Regions from separate parts of the Mus musculus genome. Here all the other regions are linked to region 2. Evidence: chromatin contacts called from public Hi-C data. All regions are on one chromosome and are shown on one strand. Each heading gives the region's core, a stretch centred on a gene start, on an enhancer-like site or on the middle of the called end of the contact. The rest is flanking DNA. Distances are from core to core; before and after follow the strand shown. Region 1 has its middle 73 kb from the start of Gm52545. Region 2 overlaps Gm36031 (a long non-coding RNA gene). Region 3 has its middle 29 kb from the start of Gm52545.

Region 1 (4,553 bases), core at 1,473-3,972, 140 kb before region 2:
GTGGGGGGGGGGGCGGGGGTCAGGGCATGCATGAAATCAGAAGGTAAACCAGAGAGACTAAGGAAATCACTGAGGAGGAGGTCTGGGAGTGAAGAAACAAATATGAAGTACAATTAGATACAATGCATATAATCTATTACTTTCTATGCTCACCAAAAATTATTCTATAAAGGACTATATATCCCAGGTAATGACTTAGTGTGTCCAGTGATGTTGTTTTCTATTTTAATATCATTTCTCTTTTTTATTAAAAATTTTCATAGAGTATTTTGATCATATTCTTTGCCTTCCTACAACTCCTCTCAGATCCTTCCCATATCCCTATCCATTACAATAGCAAAACAAAACAAAAAGTACACACACACACACACACACACACACACACACACATACACGCGCGCGCATGCGCACGCGTGCCCACATAAAGTTCATTTTGTGTCAGGCATGGGGCCTGCCCTGGTGCGTGGTTGATACACTTACTGACACTCCATTAGAGGAATCTAATTTCCCCTCCCCTGCATGGTATCAACTGTAAATAGCTTCTTGGTTAGAGATGGAACCTTATGTCTGCCTCCCCTTCTCAATGCAGGGATTTTGTCTGGTTTGAACCTCCGCAGGTCCCTGTATGCTGCCACAGTCTCCGTGAGTTCATATGTGTATCCATCCTGTTGTGTCTGGAAGACACTGTCTCCCTGGAATCATCTCACACCTCTGGTTCTCAGAATCTTTGCACCTTCTCTTACACTGAGATCCCTGTACCCAGAGGAAAGGAGTTGGATGAAGCTCTCCTGCTTAGGACAGCGATCCAAAGTCTCTCACTCTGCATATTCTCTGTCTGCTTGTGGCTGTCTCTGTGTTAACACTGCGAAAAGAAGCTTCTCTGAGGAGGGTAGGTCTCTTAAAATAACATCCCCTAGGCTTGCTGTTTCTTTCTTCTCCATAGTGACTCATCAACAGCCTCGCCTTGCCTTTTGGCTTCCAATGTTATTTGTTCTTGTGCTTGGGAGTAAAATTAGGTAGGCCTTTCTTTCGTCCTACAAAACCCCATTGTAAAACACACACAAACATTCACAGACATATACACACAAACGCACACATAACACCCTCACATACATACACAGATATACACATACAAACATATACACATAAACACGAATACATACACAAGCATACACACAGAACACATATACAAACATGCATATACACATAGCATATTCACACACATGCACACACACACATACTCACACAAACATGTACACACATAACATACTCTCACACACACATACTCACATAAACATATACACACATAACATACTCTCACACACACATACTCACACAAACATATACACACATATAAACACACAAACACACGCATACATACTTTGACATGAGTAAAACCTTTCTTAAAATGTTAAAAATAAATAAGGTTCCTTTAATGAACTCTTTCACTATCCCACCTGTTTTCTGTCACACTGTTGATAGATATACTTCTTAAAAACAAACTCAGGTTGAGGACGCAGGAAAGGAAATCAGAATTATTTGACTCATCACATGCCATCATATAATGCTTGAGCCATTGTTCCTTCTCCTAAGATCCAACATATCAGAGCCACTGCTACAATGAGTTTAAGCAACATGAAGAGTTAACCAGCAGCAGTTTCTTCTTGACCAGAGCCTGGGGCCAATGTCACAGGGATTTGTAAAATCCCCAGACCCTCCCCTAACATCAGAGTCACACAAATGCAGGCCAGCTTGCTCCCCTGTCATTGTCACACTTGAGTAGAAGACATAAGATGGCTGCCAGGTTTGGGCACCATCACATCCTTACCCTCTTTCCTGTGTAAGTGGGACCATTGCCAGAGTACATCTTTATCCCATTGGCTGCCAAAGACTGGCTGTTTCCGGGCTGTCTTGTAAGGTTTGAGCCACAGTAGAAGAGGGTGGCTAGACCACACATTACATATGTGTGATCCTGTGCTAGTGCCAATTAGCAGCATGTGTTGTTGATCCTATTTCAAATGTCAGCAGCATCATGGGATAGAGAGGATGGAGAGGTAATGTACAGGCAGAGTGCTATGTGCTATTGTTAGACAGGACTGTAGCCCATCCCAGGAACAGGGCTACAAGAACAAAGCCATGGCAGAAGGATGCTTGCAGGGTTAGAGAATTGTCTCCTACCTCAAACATATTGACAAGACAGGTAGTCTGGTAGTTCCACCCATGGGCTGGGAAATGGCTCCTCTGATTTTTCTGGAGTGTTCAGTCCCTAATGTTAGCGTAATCACCGCAGAAACAGCATCACAAAGAGTTAAATCTCAGAACACAGAACTGCCAGACATCAGGAGAAGAGAGGCAAGCAGACTGGTACTGTACGCCTAAAGAAGCAACCATGGCAAAGTTATACAAATTAGGGATCGCTTTCTGAGCCCACCCTCCTGAAAAAGACTATGGCAACAAAGAAACAGCTTCTGGTCTCTGACAGACACTGCAGTCTACTTCTGTGTATCCATCCTAGCCCCTTCATGTGTCTTTTTATGTTGCAGAGGCTCAAATGTCAAAAGCAACATTATTTCTGAGGCTTTCCTGCATCTGTGACCTTGGTGTGATTTTGGGTCCAAGCGATTCATGCCAGATATAAATATAGGATGATTATGAAGAGAGATGGGAGGGTGGCAATCTTCCATCTTGCTGGCACAAATCACGACAGACAGGATGACTCTACAACCAGGCTTCCTGCCTCCAAAATCTCTGCAGCAGAAGCAGCCACCTACCCACACTGTGCAGAGGCAGTGTGACTCCCAGGGATTCCCTGGTGCTGCTCAATTCCTGTCTGTTGCGGCCCACCAGCCGCTCACATGTCTGGGTTCTAGTCTGGAAAGGCATCTTGGATACTGGAAGAGAAGAGGGGGCTAGGCGGTGCGATAGAGATGGAACCAAGACAACCACTCTGATCAAGGTTCAATTTTACTGTTCCCGACACTGGGTTATGAAGCAGGGGAAGGGACCCATTCCAGCCAAATCATCCTGGAGTAAAGTTGCAGGTGACCACGTGTTTGGCTCCGGAACAGCAGGGCGGCAGGCAGCAGCAGTGGGAGTGGCAGAACGAAAGGGCGGCAGGCTCCGCCCCATGCTCTCTTCTTGCTCACAGTGAAACCTGAGCTGAGGGTGTGTGTGTGTGTGTGTGTGTGTGTGTGTGTGTGTGTGTGTGTTACACCTGTCCACTGGTTTCTTTGTAAGACATCTACATACTGTATCAAATCCTTCTGCTCCAGCTAGGTGAGATGGTTCGATATATATGAATTCTAATTAACACACTACTCAACCCATCCTCATTTCACCCCAGTTTTTAGGAGAAGAGAGAAGACACAATCTCTCTGTCTCTCTCTGTCTGTCTCTCTCTCTCACACACACACACACAGAGAGAGAGAGAGAGAGAGAGAGAGAGAGAGAGAGGGAGAGGGAGAGGGAGAGGGAGAGGGAGAGGGAGAGGGAGAGGGAGAGGGAGAGGGAGAGGGAGAGGGAGAGAGAGAATCTTTAAGATGTGTGAAGAGTCTGGTGTGAGGGAAAGGGAAGCCCTCACATTCCCTCATCACAGCAGTGTTGGCAGTGAAAGGTAAAGAAGTGGCCAGATGAAAAATGAGCCAAAAAAGACTTCTGCATATTTTTTTATACTTATCACATTTTCTTAATAAAAGAAGTATTCACATATTAGGAAATGTAAAAGCCTTGGAGATGAACTCTCTCCAAGCAAATTAGACTTAAGACTTTCTTCTATCTGAGGATTTTGCCTGAGCCCTGAGACCCCATGTTCTGATTGGATGTCATCCCAAGTAATACTGAGCAGAAGCAAAAGAAGAGATGGGGTAGAGCCTGAGAGCTGAGTGGCATTTGGATAGTCCTAGTCTCTGTGTCTTGTGCTTTTTCCTCTTGAGCATATAACCGAATATATACCTTATGACAGTTGAAACTAATTCACTTGAAGGTTAGAGTTCAGAAATCTGAAACTAAAGAGTTGGCCCCATGGTACCCTCTGATGGCTTTGAAATGGAAACCATTCCATGAATCTCTCCTAATTCCTGATGGTGTCCAAAAGGCCTTTGTGCTCCTTGGCCGATAGCAATGGGACACCAATCTCTAGTTGCACTGTTACCTGACATTCTTTCCATGGGAATGTCTGTGTCTTTTCTTCATATTAGAATTGTGGAAGGAGGGACCACTCTTAAAGGGGAAACTTCTGGTTTCTTTAGAAAGTCAGTTAAGTCAAGTGATGTTTTGCTGGGGCACACAAGTAAAAGGATATTTTGCTAAAGCAGCCACGTGAAAGAATGTTTTGCTGAAGCAGACAAAGGTGAAAGAAATGATACTTTGCTAAAGCATATCATGCTTCACATATCATGAAAAGACACATGATGCTTAGAAGTAATATAAATATAACACAACAGACGATGGATGATGCTGGATGGTATTGGTATGCCTTACCATTGTTTATTGATCATCATTTGTCGTGACTCCATAGAGAGAAGCATACCAAAATGCTGGTGGTGTTCTGGTGG
Region 2 (4,461 bases), core at 680-3,179:
AAAAAGGAGACAGGAGGATACCTGGGGTTCACTGGGTAACCAAGTCTAGCCTACTTGGTGAGCTCCAAGCCTGAGAGCCTAATGCATAAAACAAGATGGATATCCAAGGTTGTTCTCTGCCCACCTCATATAACAAGTACCTGAACACAGTACACAAAGATTTCCAGCCCAGGCATCCAGCTACATGTAGCCTTCCTTCTTTATACAATCAACTCTGGACTGAGTCAGTTAAATGGTGAATGTCAGATTGCACTGATAATTTGCATAATTTTCTGCCTCTCCTAAACTGGGTCCAGCCTCTCCACAGGCAGATGGCTCTCACTGCCAAAGCGTTTTTCGGGCTCAGATTGCCTTTGCAGAATGCAATGGATGCCAAATTCAAAGCCACTGGATTTGGTAGAAATCATTAAGGACGTATCTGGCTGTGTGTGAGAACAGCCATTTTAGTCAGGAGATTCTCAGGAAATTCCTAGGTTTGGAAACACTAGAACCCAAGGAACACTAGACATGGTAACAGACAACAAAGGGACTGGGGACTGAGACCTAAGAAACACTAGGCATAGCTCTTGCACATAGGCCATGAGCCCTGAACTGGTTTTTCTCAGGCTGAACTTAGCACAATGGAGAAAGGAGCTTCCAAGGCCAAGGACTTATCCTCTAGTCCCCAGAGTTTATGATCCCATTTCTAGACTGTAACGTTGTTTTGACTAAATTTTCTGGACCTCCTTCCAGAGTCACCATGAGCCTTGCACAAGTGCTTGCATGCACAGACACACCACACACACACACACACACACACACACACACACACACCACATAAAGCACACATACACACACATGTACCACACACAAGCAGACACACACCACACACACACATACCACACAAGCACACACACACACCACACACACATACACACACCACACACACATACACACACCACACAAGCATACACACCACACCCCCACACACACACACACCACACAAACACATACCACACACACCACACAAATACCACACACACACACACTACTTCTGGTCACTACAGAGTGTCCAATGCTGCTTCCAGCTCCACCACCAGGCCACAAAGGATGCTGAGGTATGTGTGTCTGTAGAAGAAAACAGAAGCCTCTGGGAGACAGACACAGAGAAAGGACCAGGCTCTGTCTAGACTTCACAATGAAGCTAAAATTTCACACAACATTAAAAAGAAAAACATGAGCATCATGGAGACCTCCAAAGAGACTGTCACCCTCGGTGTCCCCTTCTTCACCGGAGGTGACACTACTAAGACGAAGAAGAGAGCTTTCCTTTCCTATGTGATCTTTCCATTTCCTTCCCAGTATTGGTCGCCATTGTCTTCCCGGTTTTAAAAGCAAGCTCTGGCCTTCTCACGAGACTGTCTCCTTAGTTCTTTGCCTGCCAGACACTGGCCCTTGCTGGAAAACAACAGCCCTCATCTAAGCCCTCATTTCTCTGACTTGCTAGCTGCGTGTGAATAATGTCAGCTTCTTCCTGTCTGCCATGAGCCCTTGCCACCTGATCTGTGAAATCCCTCAGTTCACCTCGGCATCGCAGTGACCCTCGGAGGAGCAGTGGGGACTCTGTCACTCTCTTCTATTCCACAGGAATAAAAATTCAGGACCAACCCAGATTGCCTTCCAGATGGGGACGAGATAAAAGGGTTTGAATGCAGTCACATGGCTAAATTAAGAAGCAGATAGAAATAGAACAAAATGAAGCTGGGGCTGAGAGTTGGGGAGCAAATACTTTGTGGGCGAGCCAGAACTCAGTGATGCAGGCCTCTGCTGCCTGAGATCTAATTTGCAATGCCACAAAGAATTCTCTGGTTCAGATTTCCTTTGCTCCTCACTTTCTGTTCCCAGTCAGAAGCCACTGAAGCTGGCTAAGATCCCAGACAGGGCAGGCCTTTAGATCTTAAGAAGAGAGGGACCTCTAGTGTTGAGTTACTTGTCTACTGCTCGCTGTTGCTGTTCACCCCCATATTTACCTCTTACCTTGTGATTATTAGAGTTTCTTTGAAGGCTAGTATTCATTTAAATGTTAAAATTTAAATTTAAATTTAAATTTAAAATGTTAAAAGTGGGTTTTTCTCCCTTCCTGGAAAACTAAGAAAATTGAGAATGGGTAAATATAAGCCAACATACTAGTTTAAAGAAGACTTGAGCAAAATGTCACGTGATTAAAAAGTATTATTAGACACCTATAAGGTGCTCAGTAGTTAAGAGCACTTGCTGCTCTTCCAGAGGACCTGGGTTCAGTTCTCAGCACTCACATCAGGAGGCTCACAACCATCTGTGACTCCAGCTGCAGGGGATCCAACACCCTCTTCTGGACTCTGCCATCATCAGCGATACACGTGGTACACATACACATGTGCAGGCAAATACTCAAATGTAGGAAATAAAAATAATAGATTTTTTAAGCATCCATTAAACCTTTGACCTTAGCATAGGGACTAAAAGCCATTTCAATAAGTCTGGAACATGAAAATATAATCATAATACCAGTTTTTCAGTAGGTTCCGGAAAGCACCGATCCCGCTCTCTGTCAGGCTGAATGTGGGTTTGTGTAGGCCACAGCTAGGAAACATAAACAAAGGAAGGTGTGGCAGTTCCTCCTTCCTGGCGGTGATTCTCGGTTGTTGATTCATCCGAATACTTCGCAAAGTATCTTCTGTGACCAGATCCAATCAGATGCACCTGGTCCAAGGATTCACAGAAGGGGATGGTATCATTGTGGCTCAGAGGTCACTGTTAGCTTTCTGCCACTAGCATAAATATCTGAGATGATCTACTTACAAAGAGGAAAGAAAAGCTCCATTTACAAAGATATATTTAGGTTTGGGGGTCTGCATTGGTTACTATTGCTCTAGGGTCTGTTGCATCTAGTCCTCTCATGGCGGGGAGCGTGTGGTAGGGCAGAGCTATCCACTTATGGTGCAAAGGCAGAAGAAAGGGGAAGGGGCTGAGGTGCCATCTACTGTCCTCTTTGAAGAGGCCTGAGCACCGCCACTGGAGGCAGCTTCTGGTGCACACCTGCAGTCCCAGCACTCAAAGAGAACAGAGACCTGCTGTGTGTTCAAGACCAGCCTGGGCTACCTAGCAAGTATTAAGTGGCTTGAGCTGCACACCAAGACCTCGCCTTAAAAACAGCAAAATCGCTTCCATTAGGCCCTTCCCCCACCCCTAAAAGGTTCTACTTCCACCCCATAGTGCCACACAGGGAGCAACGCCTTCATCATATGGACCCATTATATTCCAGTATAACTGTAAATTATACTAGCTACCAAGAGTAGCAAGAGATAGTTCAAATCCATGAGACCGCCTATGTTTGGAAAATGAAATAATTAATATTCATTGTCAATTAGATCAAATTTAGAATCACCCAGGAGATACACCTCTAGGTATGACTGTGAAGGTTTCCAGAGAGATTCAACTGGTAAACAAGACTTGGGTTGAATATGGGCATCATTATCAAATGGGTATGCATCCTAGATTGTATAAAAAGGAAGAACAGAAGAAAAAAACTAGTAAACAGACCAACAGATTCATCTCCTCTGCTTCCTGGCCATGGGCACAATATAACCACCTGCCTGAAGCCCTTGCCACTACAGCTAAAGTCATTGTCACCTTCGTGCCACCTCACCACGAAGGACTATATCCTTTGTCACACCCTTCCTTAAGTTGCTTTCATCAGATATTTTATCAGAGTAACACAAAATAACTGATGCATGGAAGTAAACCAGCAACACCCATCATGCCTTAAGATGGGGGCAGCCAGAGGACTAGGCTCAGGTTTTAACCACAATGGCCGATCAGATGCATCCGGTTCAAGGATTCACAGAGAGGGGTGTTCTTGGGTTTAATCTTCAGAGGTGAATACTAGTTCTTGGGCTTGAGGGGAAGGGGGGAGAGGAAGATAAAGACTCAGGGCTCAGTGGGAGAGGGAATCCTCTGTTTGCCTCCAACCAGACTCCAGCCTAGTGTTTACCCTGACGAGACCCTGATGAGAACGGGGGGGGGGGGGGGAGCTGAAAACACTGTCCTTGGAAAATGCATGGGGAGATCTGAAGGCCTCTTGTCAGGACCCTAGGGACGGGATCCGAAAGAACCATAGCAAATGCAGTCCTTTACCTACTGATAGTTGGCCATCAGATGTTCTGCTGATGCACGCTGGTCTCATTCACAATGATTTGAAGTCACAATTTGTGGAGGAGTTCTTGTCTTGGATTTTGGAGAATTCCCTCAACTGGAAAAAGATCCGGTATGAATTTTGTTGGTATTACAAACTCTCCTCATTATCACTAGAACCAATGATAATAGTAACACCCAGGAAATTGTAGCTAGCTACTGTTCACTGGGCATTTAGACATTTCATGAGCACATCTATGAGACAGGCTTCTGGGCTTTTATTCTTATTTCTTTCTAATTTTTTAAATC
Region 3 (4,454 bases), core at 1,050-3,549, 240 kb before region 2:
TACAGACAAACAGGTCACACAGTAGCGTTTACACTTCATATATGGCTTGGAATTCCATGGCTCACTCTCCCTTCCACTCCATTATTTTGCCTTAAATTCCATGGTTCACTCTGAGGAGCAGAGAGGCTGTGGAAGACTCAAAAGCTTGGAAAAGGGAGAAGGAAAGGCATGGTCAGTACTTTGAAAGGCTGCTGCATTGCCAGCATGGTGTGATTTCAGTGAACCAGGCCAGGGAACTGGAAACTGGAAACTGGGATCCCTAACGTCTTTTTCTATGGTTGGAAAGACAGGTTTTAAACCTCAACCAAGGAGGACTTGGAGACAGGAAGGGCCAAAGAGTCTCACACTTTATAAACATAAGAATTAATACATTTGTGTCAACGGGATACTGTCCAGCTCAACTCTATGCTAAGTAGCACCTACAGCCTCTACAGATCAGCCAGGCAGGCAGGTCAAGGCACACCAGTGCTGTTCTTAGGGGCTACTGGATACTTCCTCTCCCAGGCCCCTCTTGGGAGAACTATTTTGGGTTTCCATGTGAATCCCGAATCAGGTCTTATCTCTGCTCCTGGACTTAGAAGTGGAATTTTAATTTTCAGATTAACATTGCTTCTTTTTCAGTGTCTCAGAACATTCTAGAAGGTCTGCTCTAGGAGGTCTTTGGTTAAGTTTCCTCCTGTCCTAGTCAAACCTTCAAAACTCGGGTACTAACTCTAACTCCTGGCTCATGCCAGTCTCTTCCATCCTGTCTCCACAAGGTCATCTAGTTCCTCCTGAGTGCCTGGCATCTCAGTTCCTCCAAATCAAGACTGATAGTATCAATCCACTTGAAATAGCTAGAGGAGTATTTCCATGGTACAGAAATGTATTGGGGTGTAAAAAGCTCTCTCTCTCTCTCTCTCTCTCTCTCTCTCTGTCTGTCTCTCTCTCCTCTCTCTTTTATTTATGTTTGTTCTTAGTTTTATTTTTTGAGAAATGGCTTTTCTGTATAACATTGACAATCTTAGAACTTCTTCTGCAGACCAGGATGAATCACATCACAGAGATCCACCTGCCTCTGCCTCCCAAGAGCTGGGATTAAAGGTGTGTATCACCACTGCTGGACAAGTTAAAAGCATTCCTACTGTGGTTTTTAACCTGACTGTTCACACACTGTGTGGATTTCCATAAACGGCCATGTGATTGGTGTCCTATTAGTCATTTCTTGTCACTGTGACTGAATGCATGACAAAAGGTGGCATAATGAGAGATGAGTTATTTGGGCTCAGGGTTTGTGATGGTAGATCACAGCAATGCAGTGAACATGACTTTTCACAAGAAGGTATGGCTCTGTGGACCAAAAACTAGAAAGCTTGGGCCAGAGCTGGAACTAGGGCTAGACTATACTGGGACAAGCCTGTTACCACTCTACCCCCTTAGTGACCTACTTCCTATATCTAAATCCTACCTCCTAAGGGTTTCACAGTTTCTCAAAATACCACCACCGGCTGGAGACCAAGTGTTCAAACACAAGGGCCTGTGGGGGCCTCTGAAACTATAACATAACAGCAACCATTTGAATAAGTCCCTGCAAATACATCAGACAGTACAAACAAAGGGAGTGAAGGAAGGGTGAACGAAGTATTCCCAAGAGCAGAGAATAAGGTCATGCTACATTTCTGTTGACATTGTTAAAACAGTTTTGGTTTATTTTGAAGTTCAGGCTTTATTCTATGCAGAGCAGACCACAATACAATGAGCCAATGGGTAAATGCAAATATCTATGAATTTGGGTACAATTAATTTTTCCATCAGGAGTCCACTTCTGGTCTTACTATATTGCCATTCTTGTTATTATTATTGTTATAATTTTTATGGTTCTGGGAGTCTCTATCACTGCGCTAGCTCCCCAGCCCCATTCCTGGTCTTTAAAACTGTAGAAGAACAGAGGAGATGAAGAGACCTAGTTCTTATCTTGACTCTGTTGTGTCTGACATTGGCCAAATCACAGGACTTATAGGGGTATTTTTTCCCCTGATGAAGAACAGTATTATGTTTGGTTAGTGTGTAAGGACTCTAGGCTCTAAAGTGCAAGCTAAAGTTGCCGAGTTTCTTGAAGATCAGCTTTAGCTTACTGGACATCCCAGGGCCCTGAGAGTTCTGGAGACCCACAGACAAACAAGGGAGAAGCTAATGTGACCAGTTTGACAATCAGTCCAAGTCGTGATTCACTTTGGACACTTCCTTTAAGGAGCCTCCCCTGAGACCTCCACAAAAGCCACTTGGCACAAACCCTGCCACCCAGTATTTGCTTTCCAGTGGCTTCTTGGGAAAGCTATTGAGAGGGAGGGCTCTCTTTAGAATCTCTTAATGAGGAGGCCCTAGTTGTGAGGGCTTTCAATGCAGGAACTCGGTGCCCCCTTTTCAGAGTACAATTTCACCCCTTTGGCCCTCTGCCTCTGGCTTCTGTTCCTGCTCTGGAAAGTTCAAAGAGGGATAAAATTATACAGGAAAAGCCTGGCCTCAGTGCCATAAACACTCATCCCTGAGACCAAAGGAAAAGGCCAGAAAGAGACTACAGAGGGCCTTGCTTTCTGGCTACCACCTGCCTCTCTGAAGTGTTAATTCTTGACCCTCCTGATGTGAGCAGCACGAAGCTGTTGTCATGTTCTGTCCTGAAGCTCGCACCTCCATGTCGGGGCTCAGTAAGCATGTAGCTAAGTGACATTGTCAAGAGAAGCCATCCTGGTTGTCAGGAAGGGATGGAGGATGCTTTGGACTTCACGTGCCCCTTGCCCAACCCTCAAGTCTATATTGAAATCTTATTTCCCAAGACTATTGTGTTGGAATATGGGGTCTTTGGATTATGACCCTAAAAAAGAGGTCACCAGAGAGCTTCCCTGACTCTTCCATCATGTGAGGAAGTGAGCACCAACCAGAACATCCAATGATTTGCTTTTGTACATAACAATTTCTAGAATGATGAGAAATAGCCACACTATTTAAGGTGTCCCATTTGTCGCACTTTGCTACAGCCACCTGTGACCTTAATCTTGATGGCCAACTTGTGAGAACTGAGAGATGTCTATAATTAGTAAGACACTCTTCTGGGTGTGTCTGTGGAGGCTTCTGCAGAGAAGAATGGTGTGTGAGAGAGGAGCTAAGAACACAGTGGCCTGCCTTTACTGTGGGCAGCATGGCCCACTGGGTCGGAGACCTGAGTTAAATGCAGGTGGGGAAGGAGAAAGCCAGTTGGTGCACACAAGCCCCACCCTTGCCACATAAATGCAGGTACTGTTGCTGCCACTGTGGCCTATGGTGTGGATACAGAGCATTCCAGCTGCTCATCCTGGCTCATAGCAATGGATCCAGACAGCATCCAGATGTTCTGTTTTTGATTATGGCTGCATCATTGTAATTCCTTGTTTGAGGCATACAGCTTTTTAGAACAATTCAAATCCCCATCTCTACCTCTCCAGCTTATAGACAGCTATTGCTGCTTATCTGGGAGAGATGGAGAATGCCTTGGACTGAGTGTGTGCTTTTCCAAACTCAGTTCATGCATTGAAATGCTAACTCCCAATTGCATGAGCCAAGGTTACAAATCTCCTCATTTGGAGTCTGTTGCTTATGTTCTTCCAGATAACCATGGTGAATATTTAGCCAGACACCCTTATGCAAGGAAGTCAGCTTCTGAGAGAGAGGAGGAGAAGACAGACAGACAGACAGATACACTCAGAAATAGAGAAACACAGAGAGAAGAGACAGAGAGGAGAAACCCCACAGCAAATGAGGACAAGGAGGTAAGCCCTTCCCCCACCTTCTTTACCTTCTCCCTCATATGCCCCTTGGCCTTTTCTCTCTGGTGTCAAGAGTCTGAAGATGCTCACATAGCCTCTTAAGCTCACTGCCTGCTTAGACAGGGGCCCTAAGTCTATCGAGACCCAGAGATATGGGAGCTAAGGAATCCCCTGCCTGCCTCCTCAAGGTTCCATTCTCCCAGTGACCTGAGCTCCCTCTACCACCAGTGTGCTTTAGTTATGAGTACAGCAGCTGAAGGTCAGACACTGTGACTTGCTTTTTTCCTTTTTTAAATTGTCCTCAATTGCTCTGGTCCACAGTTAGCAACGGCTGACCTGGCCTGGAGACCCAGCTTCCAGAAGTGGGGCTCCTTATAATGTTTAGCACTCTTTCTCTGGCATCCTGCACTTGCAAAACATCGGGGCTCTGAGTTTCAAGTCCTCTCAAAGGCAGGGATTGGCCATGTTGGGTTCTAATTCTTAGGTCGCTTGGGAACTAAACCTAAGGAGTGCCCTTCACTTAAACCTGCCTTTGTGGGAATGTAACAGGTGACCATTGTATTGGCTATGTTTCTCACTAATGTGGCAAAATGCCTGACAGAGAGAGACAATTAAGACAGGAAGGATTTGTTCTGGCTTGAGGCTTAAGGGGGATACAGTCCATCATGGTGGGGA

Evidence for each region. A called contact is a pair of places that touch in the nucleus more often than the background predicts.
Region 1: a Hi-C map of cortical neurons shows a contact between it and region 2, with 2.8 times the contacts expected there. The contact joins two enhancer-like sites. A contact is called at or near these places in 5 of 484 Hi-C or Micro-C datasets (cerebellar granule neurons, cerebral cortex, cortical neurons and 1 more) and 2 of 115 datasets of contacts at active chromatin or transcription factors (double positive thymocytes and neural progenitor cells).
Region 3: a Hi-C map of cerebral cortex shows a contact between it and region 2, with 6 times the contacts expected there. The contact joins two enhancer-like sites. A contact is called at or near these places in 5 of 484 Hi-C or Micro-C datasets (the G1E-ER4 cell line, cerebral cortex, cortical neurons and 1 more) and 2 of 115 datasets of contacts at active chromatin or transcription factors (astrocytes and neural progenitor cells).

The regions. Positions count from the first base shown.
Region 1 is chr2:3,956,755-3,961,307 of GRCm38.p6, reverse strand. No RefSeq gene overlaps it. Among named protein-coding and RNA genes, the nearest start is that of Gm52545, 73 kb to the left of the region's middle. Within about 2 kb of position 2,722, at least 29 of the 459 cell types and tissues checked have an H3K27ac peak or open chromatin away from gene starts, as enhancers often do. A contact at or near this core is called in cortical neurons, where this site is marked.
Region 2 is chr2:3,813,694-3,818,154 of GRCm38.p6, reverse strand. Gm36031 (a long non-coding RNA gene) reads right to left here. Exons shown (of 5, transcript XR_373951.3): 3 at 4,156-4,270; 4 at 2,527-2,721. Among named protein-coding and RNA genes, the nearest start is that of Gm36031, 8.1 kb to the right of the region's middle. Within about 2 kb of position 1,929, at least 44 of the 459 cell types and tissues checked have an H3K27ac peak or open chromatin away from gene starts, as enhancers often do. A contact at or near this core is called in cerebral cortex and cortical neurons, where this site is marked.
Region 3 is chr2:4,058,751-4,063,204 of GRCm38.p6, reverse strand. It overlaps a transcript of Frmd4a not described here. Among named protein-coding and RNA genes, the nearest start is that of Gm52545, 29 kb to the right of the region's middle. Within about 2 kb of position 2,299, at least 16 of the 459 cell types and tissues checked have an H3K27ac peak or open chromatin away from gene starts, as enhancers often do. A contact at or near this core is called in cerebral cortex, where this site is marked.